Linked DNA regions of Sus scrofa: all the other regions are linked to region 2. A link is a contact called in public Hi-C and HiChIP or PLAC-seq data. All regions are on one chromosome and are shown on one strand. The core of a region is the stretch at or near the end of the contact, and the rest is flanking DNA. Distances in the headings are between cores, read along the strand shown. Region 1 holds the start of SDHAF1 (succinate dehydrogenase assembly factor 1, mitochondrial). Region 2 has its middle 14 kb from the start of CAPNS1. Region 3 holds the start of ZNF565 (zinc finger protein 565).

Region 1 (2,936 bases), core at 376-2,875, 120 kb before region 2:
GGAAAGCGAGCCTGACGAGGGGCAGGAGGCCATGGGCTTGGAAAGGGAAACCGGAGTCCTGAGCCATCCACCTGCAGCCCTGACTTGCCTACCCGAAACCACTATAGCATCTGTGCATGGACCAATCATGGGGGCTGTGTCCTGCCTCTCAGCCTTGCCCTCTTTTCCACCTGATGCCATGAGGGCTGGGAGGGTGACCCTGTGTGTCCCAGGACCACTGTGGCTGCTGCCACAACGGATGTTACATCCCTGTAAGAGAGGTCTCTAGCCCTGGGTGGGAGGGCACAGAGTCTCCCCTACCTCCCTGAAGCACAAATCCAGCAGGGAGAGATGCCAGGGTGGAGGAAGCGTGGCTCCTCAAGGAACTTGGAAGCAGGAGAGCAGCAGGAGAATTGGGATCTGAGCAAGCAAAATGGACAGTAGTCATAAGGAAGGGGAAAACAAACCTGAAATCCTGTGATGAGAAACAGCATCACCTCAGAGTTCTCATGGTGGCGCAGCAGAAACTAATCTGCGTAGGAAGCATGAGGTTGTGGGTTTGATCCCTGGCCTCACTCAGTGGGTTACGTATTGGGTGTAGCTGTGAGCTGTGGTATAGGTCACAGATGTGGCTCGGATCTGGTGTTGCTGTGGCGTAGACCGGTGGCTACAGCTCCGATTTGACCCCTAGCCTGGGAACCTCCATATGCCACGGGTGCAGTCCTAAAAAGACAAAAAAAAAAAAAAAAAATTGAAATGTTTAATAAACTATTTTAAATATTCACTGTTTTCAAATAAACATATTACATAAAACAAATTAGGTGACAGCATATTAAAATATCAATTGCATCATATTGCATATTTTATTAACAATACTGTCATACATAATCTTATAAATGAAATATTAAAGCGCTTGGAACAGTGCCTGGCCTTGAATATGTGCTCGGTAAACAGATATTAGATTATGAAGACACAGGTGAGAGAGATGTGATAGGTTCCAGAGGCTTTTTTTTTTTTTTTCTCTAAAGCTCTCCTAAGAAAGTGTTTATTATGGAAAATTCCAAGCATCACAAAAGGAGAGACTAGTGTTATGAAACGCCATTACAGTTACAAATATTTTGCCATGCTTGCTTTCATCGTCTCCTCCCACTCTTTTTGTTTGTGCTGGAGGATTTTAAAAGCAAATCCCAGCCTTATTCCTTTAGCAAAGACCTGGGTATGTATTTCTGATAGTGACACCAGAGGGATTCACAGTGGGTTTCAGATCTTCCCTTGTGCTACTCCTGGACTCCGGCCCTCATTCCCGCCCCCGACCCGCCTCCCTTCTGGCGGAACCCACGCCTCGTGCTGTGCAGTTCGAGTAGCTGGTGTGCAGGAGGTGGTCGCACGCTGGGCATAGGGCTCTGGTTATTGTCCAGTAGTCCTCCACGCTCAGGGTGCTGGTAGGGCCCTAGGGGGCCGTGGCCTTGCAGGCCTCCCAGAGCTACCAGGACGCCTCCAAGTAGCCTGTGGGGCGTACAACGGAATTTCGGGCAGCCTATTCGACGGGTTTCAGGCAGGCTGGACTCCGGGCTATAATAGCTGGGGAGGTCCCTCCCTCTCCTACCCCGGGAACCGACTCGCATCGGCAGAGGGCGCTAGCAGCCCAACTCCCAGCCCCACCTTTGGAGGCTTGCAACCTATATCATCTCCCTATGCTCGTCTTCCCACAGCACCGGGAGGCTTGTCCCGCCAGCTGTGACCCAACACTTCATCGCGTGACCCCGAGCCTCTCGCGTTCCTAGGGTTGGGGTCCTCGACGTACACCCGCTTTGGGGGTGGGAACGCCCGGAACTTCCCGAGATTGCTTTAATAAATGAGGACTAAACCATGCCTGTGCCTGTCTTCTCTCTCCCAGTGCCCCTTCGCGCCCTGGGGGGACACACGAGTCCCGACCTCCAGATCTCTCCTCTCGCAGGACCCAAGAGTAAGTCAGGATCCCCTGCTCCCTTCTGACCCCAAACCTAAGAGTCTGAGCGCCTACTGCGCTCCTGCTCCGGGCCCTCAGAACTACCGTCCCTTCAAGGACATGATTCTCCCTTGGGGTCAGCAGCTCCGCCCCTTACTCACAGCATTGTGACCTAACAGCTGCGACAGCCAATGGGGCGCGACGGCGCCGTAAAGCAGGAGGCGGGCGCCGGAAGTGCTCTTTGCCGAGCTCTGCCGCGTCTCCCGAGTGCGCTGAGGCGCCGCTTGGTGGGGTTTCGCGGCGTGCGCCCTGGACCCAGCTGCTACCATGAGCCGACATAGCCGGCTCCAGAGGCAAGTTCTGAGCCTGTACCGCGAACTGCTGCGCGCCGGGCGTGGGAAGCCAGGGGCCGAGGCGCGCGTGCGGGCCGAGTTCCGGCAGCACGCCTGCCTGCCACGCTCTGACGTACTGCGTATCGAGTACCTTTACCGCCGCGGGCGGCGGCAGCTCCAGCTGCTGCGCTCAGGCCACGCCACGGCCATGGGCGCCTTCGTGCGTACGCGTGACCCGACCGAGGAGTCCTGCGGCGCCGAGGCCCCAGGGACCCCGCCTGGTGAAGGTCCGAAGAGACCGCTGGACAGCATGGGGGCACCGGGTACCCCGTCCAGTGAACGGTGACCGGCTAAAGGGCTCGCTCGATGGCTCAGGGGAACTGGGGGGCCCGCCTGACTGCCTGGGAGGCCCAGGAAACACGCTTGATGGAAAGTGAAAGGGCTTGAGAGACTGGATCGACAAATTGGGGGAGTTGCAGAGCCCTCCTGGCAACGGGTCAGATGGCGAGAGATGCCTGACCTTGCCTGCTCACGGCTCGGGGCGGCCTGGGTCGCCCGCTGACTGGACTGTCAGGCTGAGAGCTATTTATCCCAAGGCCTGGGGAGCCGGGACTCCCCGCTGTTGGACGGAAAAAGACCGAGACGCCTTCTCTTGACGCCTGAGAACGTATCACTCC
Region 2 (2,838 bases), core at 286-2,785:
GTATGTCCAGCTTGATGCTGGGAACACACTCATGAATTGAACACACTACTGCCTTGGGAGTTGAAGGCAGACAAACAGGTGATTACCAAACGTCCCCCCCCCCCCTTTAACTGTGGTATTTCATCATGAATAAGGTTGCTGGCAGTTAGGGAAGGGAGAACAAGACCAGTCAATCTGCCAGGTGGTGCTGGTGTGAGGAAAGGGGTGGGATGGAGGAGATGTAACTAGGAGTTAAGTGAACAAAAGTGGACAGGGCTTTGTAGGCCTGAAGTCATCCGTTTGGTGATTCATGCTGATCGGAAACTAGATCCCAGTGCTAAACATAAATTCAGGCTGAATGCAACCCTTGTCCAAGAGCTGGGCTAAACTGCTAATACAACACACTAACAGCCCACTAGATTTCATTCCTGTACTGGTTACAAACTTGGGATAATGCAATGGGTTAAGAGGTGGTATAACCTTAGGAGGAGGCAGACAACCTAGGTCAAACCCCAGCTCTACCACTCACCAGCTGGGGCACTGAACAAGTATTCCTTCTCTCTGGGTTTCAGCTTCATTTCTATTAATTGGGGCCAATAATAGTTACCTGGATTATAGTTCCCATTGTGGCTCAGCAGGTTAAGAACCCAACAGTGTCCATGAGGATGCAGTTTGATCCCTGGCCTCATTCAGTAGTTTAAAGATCTGTGGCGAAAAGCCTGCAGCTGCAGCTGTAGCTCCAATTTAACTTCTGCCCCAGGAAATTTCATATGCTGCAGGTGTGACTGTAAAAAGAACAAAAAAAAAAAAAGAAAGAAAAAAAAAGTAGTACCTACTCCAAATGACTGTTGTGAGCATTTAATAAGCTAATACATGTAAAGCACTTAAATTCAGAGCCAGGCACACAAGAAACACTGTATTAATTGTAGGTATAAAAACACCCTATGTAGGAGTTCCCGTCGTGGCGCAGTGGTTAACGAATCCGACTAGGAACCAGGAGGTTGCGGGTTCGATCCCTGCCCTTGCTCAGTAGGTTGACGATCCGGCGTTGCCGTGAGCTGTAGTGTAGGTTGCAGACGCGGCTCGGATCCCCAGTTGCTGTGGCTCTGGCGGAGGCCGGCAGCACAGTTCCGATTCGACCCCTAGCCTGGGAACCTCCATATGCCTCGGGAGCGGCCCAAGAAACGGCAAAGAAAAGACACCCTTTGTACAGTCAACAGTTGCTGCCTTCATTTAATCCTCACAGCAGGTCCTGTCCCCAATGTCTTCACCGTTTTCCCTTCCCCCCTCCCATCTTTACTGGCCTAAGTCTGGGCCACCCTCTAGGAAAGGGGTTCCTAGGACAGAACTAGTCTCCGAGGTCCCTGCAGCCTCAGACCCCTCGCCTTCCCACTACCCCGGACACTAGGCTGCCACGTGAGGGCAGCAGCGCACCGCTCCGAGCGCCGCGCGCGGTGCCTTGTGAGACGCGTGGTTTCGCTGGAGTTGGGCGGAGTCGCCCAGCTTGACCCGCGAACTACATTTCCCAGGAAACTATGCGACACCCTCATTCTCCCCTAGGTCAAGTGTAAATAAAAGTGGACGTTTTAACTGCCTTCCTCTGGGGGAACTGTGGGGTCAAGGGGTTTGGCTCCCCCGCAGAGGGCAGGCGTGCGCAGGCGCGGGGAGGCCGGGCGAACGGGTCACGGCTGAATCAGAAAGTGAGAGCCAGTGTCCTGGAGTCGGGGGCGCTAGAGCTGACTTGGCTATAAAAGAACCCAATGATCTCGCTTCCTTCCACGGGCCGGGTAGCTCATCTTCCCTACCTCCTGCTTTCCTGCATTTCAACTGGCCACTCTCTCGGGCTCCTGGTCAACTCTTAGCTGGGTCAAGGCTCCCATTTTAAAGGGAAAAAAAATAGCCGTTTTTCCCCTCTTACTTATCAACCAGCTTCAGTAATTCTCAACGTGTGGCTAATGTTCAGTTTTTCTGGTTCTCCTCCTATTCTCCCCCCTCCCCTTATTTTAAATCATATTTCAGGCAACGTATCATGTCATCCAGAAATGGTTCTGTTTTTACGTATCTCTAAAAGATAAGGGGTCCTCATCACACCTAACAAAAATTGCAGTAATTCTTTAGTATCATCTAATATACGGTCAGTGTTCAGAAGTCCTCGGTTTGTTCCGTGTTTTTTTACTGTTGTCATGTTCTAATCAGTCCAAATAGGGTTCGTGCACAGCGTTTGGCTGATACCGCTCTACGTCTATTATTCTACAACAATTCCCTTTCTTCTCCATTTTCCTGTGGGATTTCCAACCATCTAATTTGGCTAGTTGTAGCCCTTGCTGTCCTTTAATATATTTCTCTATCCCTATGTATCCTACAAACTGGTTGATCCAAAAACTGGATCAGATCCAGGTTCAATTTTAGGATAAATGTACTTTATGGGTGGTGTTGGGTTTTTCCATCAGGAGGCGTGTACCATCTGGTTGTCTTTTTGTGATGTTAAGATCCAATGTTGGATTATTGTGTTGTCAGCCTGATCCATACAATATAAAAACCACAGCTACCCTTCAGGAAAGAGCTGTCTATACTGTCCTCCCTGCAACCCTCTCCTTCTAACTCCACACAAACAAAACCGTCTTTTTATTGCTAAAGCCCTTCCTTGTTGCTAAACTCAAGAGGCAACTCTTCACCTCAGCTTACAGGTACTGCAATGATAGCTGACATTTAGACCAGAGGCTCTCAAACTTGTGACTCAGGACCTCTTCACATTCTTAAAAATTATTGAGGACCTCAAAGAGTTTTTGTTTATGAGGGTTATAGCTGTAGAGATTTACCACATTGGAAATTGAAAGTATTAAACATTCATTTAAAAAA
Region 3 (2,797 bases), core at 1-2,500, 80 kb after region 2:
AAATTGTAGATGAACATTAGGTGTGCAGGGAGCAAAGAGGGTGTGGGTCCTTCAGTTCACCTTCATGGCACTCAGAAATTTACTCAAAGGCAAATACCAGACACTAGTTTCTCCCGGGGCAGGGTGGTGGTGTCTTATCTGTGTTAAGTAAGAAGTTTCAGAAGGAGGAAAGAAAAGCACGTGTTGAAAGGAAATAACAAGCCCCAAATGGTGTCATTTGTCCCCACAATAACAAACCAAGACTTATTTCTAGTTTCAGGCTTTCTCAAGAATGTGTTAAATCTTTAAACAATCAATCTGGAATTTCCTGGTTAGCACCAGAGAGATAATTTGCATGATAAAACCCTAGCCGTTCCCCTCCCCTAAAAGGTGACCGGGCCTAAAACAATGCTTTCTTTTCTTTTGCTAGTAACTTCCTTGCCCCACTTTCCTACTGCCTATGAAAACTTTCGATTTTGTACATCTCCTTGGAGTATCTCTCCGTTTGCTAGATAGGATCCTGCCCGATTCATGAACTGTTAAATAAGGACAATTAATTTTCACGTTTATTTGGCTGAATTTTTTGTTTTGCTTTTTTAACACACGTAGAGAAAGAAGGGTTTCAGGGGAAGAAGAAAACTTGATGCACGGACAGCTTGGCTTCTGGATGTTCAACAATAGTTCTTTCCTTCTCCTTTCAATGTATGTCTTAGAGAAGAGTCAAGAAAAAGCAATCATGAGGAGCCAGGGCAGTTTTAATGGGTCATCGCCCACCCGTCCTACACAGGAGGAGGGAGGGCACAGAAGATGCCCAATCTCGGTGTTACAGATGCTCGCTGTTCAGGGCTATAATTTGTCAGAGCACTAGAGTCACAGGGACCTCACACCCACAAAATTGGTGCTGCACAAAATAGTGTCACACGGACACAACCACACATCCACTCTTAACACACACAGGACACAACTACACAATCATAGACACCTCCACACCCGTATACACAGGCACAATCACACCACTAACGCAGTTACACAATCTACTCACCACCATGACACACAAAGACACATTCAAAATAGCGCATCCTCAGCCCGTTCCCGCCAGCGCGCACAAACCCAAGGCTCTGGACACGCCCCGTCCCCGCCCCAGACTCCCAGACCCCTCACCTTCTGCCTCCCCTTGGTCGCGTCCGGGTCCCGGCGGAGCAAACGATCTCGCCACGACGTCAAGAGACACGTAACGCTGGGCCGCTGTGGACTCTGGGAAACGTAGTCCAGGACCAGACCAGCCAGAGACATGATGGCGTCCTCAAACCAGAAAGTCAGAGCTCGGCCTATATGACACTGCTTCAAAGAGGAGGGTTCCAGCTCCAAACGTCCACCAGGCTTGAGCTGATATCCCCCCAAGGTAGGACTACTTGACCTGAGAGCCTCATAATCAAAGGACGTGGCCGCAACATTCGTATAGGAAAGGCAGAAGGAGATACTGGGTGTCGACCCGCAAAGCATTAAGGGAAATGTAGTTCAAGGCCGGAAAAGCGGCATTGCTTTGATAGAAGGTAACCAGACACCAGCTTGGGCTTGGCCGCGGTGACCGTGCGGGCTGCGTCGCGGGGGTTTCTGGGAGTGCTCACTCGCCCTCTGAGTGCGCAGGCGCAGCATACCGAGTGGACATTTTGGTCTTTGTCCGCGGGTCAGTCCGGCCCCTGGGTCCACGTGGCGCGAAAATAGGAGGTGGGATGTGGACGTCTTGGGCCGATAGGGTCGGGGAGGTTGAGGGGAAGGATTCCAGATCTATTGGGGTGCGGCGCGAGGAAGGGGAGTGGGTTTTAGAGCTTCTAGTCTACGTGTGGGGTGGGGGTGGGGGCCTCTGAGGAGGGTTCGAGTGTGCGTGACCCTGAGTTTGACCGCAAGTTAGACTAAATGTTTGAGAACATTGAGGAAGAAACTGGGCTCAGGGTATGTATGGCTTGCGTCTAAGAGGGAGACCGGCATTGAGATAACGTCCGAGCGGCACTTCTCTTGTCGAAAGTGCTGATAATAACGGTGCCATCTTCCTGGAATACCTAATTTACTTGCAGATTGGAAGGGGGTTAAGCACCAAGTGGTAATTAATTTTAAAATATGCTTTTCTATAAAATACATTTCTTATTAATTAGGTACAATGCAAATCATCGTGACTTATTGCTTTTTTTTTTAAACAAGCAGAAATATTTCAAAGGAACTTTTTGTTATGGGGACCCTGTTTCAAACGGTCTCAAATATTCTGATCTTTGAGGAACTTTAATAGGGCTGCTGTTAAGCCTAGGTAGAGTAGATATCAGCGTTACCTTTTGAGAAGTAGTGTCAACATATCGCAGAAAGCAGAGTACTAGGAAGTCAAGGGTCTGGGGTTCTAGGATAAACACAGTTATCCTCGTTCTTTGGGGAAAAAAAAAAACAAACAAACTTGCTGCAGTGTTTATCCATGAATCCGAACTAGTTAGGTGTACTAACTCCTAAATGCGTGGAAGTGTTCTCAGGTTGTATGGGTTTTGTGAAGAAAGGGAGATACTATTATTAAGGATAACCCACAGTTGTCCTTCAAGGTTTTAAATAATAAGAGAGTTAAATAATTGGTTACCAAATCAGTGTCTGTAGATCAGTAGCCTTCAAATAAACAACAGTCAGGTAGAAGGTATAGTAGAAGACCACTGTTTACACGAACTGTCTTTTAAAAATCGAGGAGTAAATTTAAGAAACGTTTAAAACTATTGGAAAAGAACTTTAGAATACTGCTTTCGGGGGTAACATAAGATGTGAACAAATAAATATACAATGTTTT

Evidence for each region. Hi-C and Micro-C count contacts between places; a contact is called where the count stands out from the background. HiChIP or PLAC-seq counts read pairs in DNA pulled down with a chosen protein or histone mark.
Region 1: a contact with region 2 is called in an H3K27ac HiChIP or PLAC-seq map of alveolar macrophages. The contact joins the promoter of SDHAF1 here to the enhancer-like site in region 2. A contact is called at or near these places in 2 of 5 promoter capture datasets (fetal liver and liver), 3 of 47 Hi-C or Micro-C datasets (embryonic fibroblasts, retroperitoneal adipose tissue and skeletal muscle) and 2 of 2 datasets of contacts at active chromatin or transcription factors (alveolar macrophages and skeletal muscle).
Region 3: a contact with region 2 is called in a Hi-C map of embryonic fibroblasts, with 1.8 times the contacts expected there. The contact joins the promoter of ZNF565 here to the enhancer-like site in region 2. A contact is called at or near these places in 1 of 5 promoter capture datasets (liver) and 4 of 47 Hi-C or Micro-C datasets (alveolar macrophages, embryonic fibroblasts and liver).

What each region holds. Positions count from the first base shown.
Region 1 is chr6:45,373,089-45,376,024 of Sscrofa11.1, forward strand. SDHAF1 (succinate dehydrogenase assembly factor 1, mitochondrial) reads left to right here and starts at 1,626. Exons shown (of 1, transcript XM_013998366.2): 1 at 1,626-2,936. The coding sequence starts at 2,255. The coding sequence ends at 2,605.
Region 2 is chr6:45,495,721-45,498,558 of Sscrofa11.1, forward strand. No RefSeq gene overlaps it. Among named protein-coding and RNA genes, the nearest start is that of CAPNS1, 14 kb to the right of the region's middle. Within about 2 kb of position 1,536, at least 54 of the 83 cell types and tissues checked have an H3K27ac peak or open chromatin away from gene starts, as enhancers often do. A contact at or near this core is called in alveolar macrophages, embryonic fibroblasts, fetal liver and 3 more, where this site is marked.
Region 3 is chr6:45,575,716-45,578,512 of Sscrofa11.1, forward strand. It overlaps ZNF565 (zinc finger protein 565), which reads right to left and starts at 1,251. Exons shown (of 6, transcript XM_021097171.1): 1 at 1,141-1,251. ZNF146 (zinc finger protein OZF) reads left to right here. Exons shown (of 7, transcript XR_002345320.1): 5 at 589-1,381.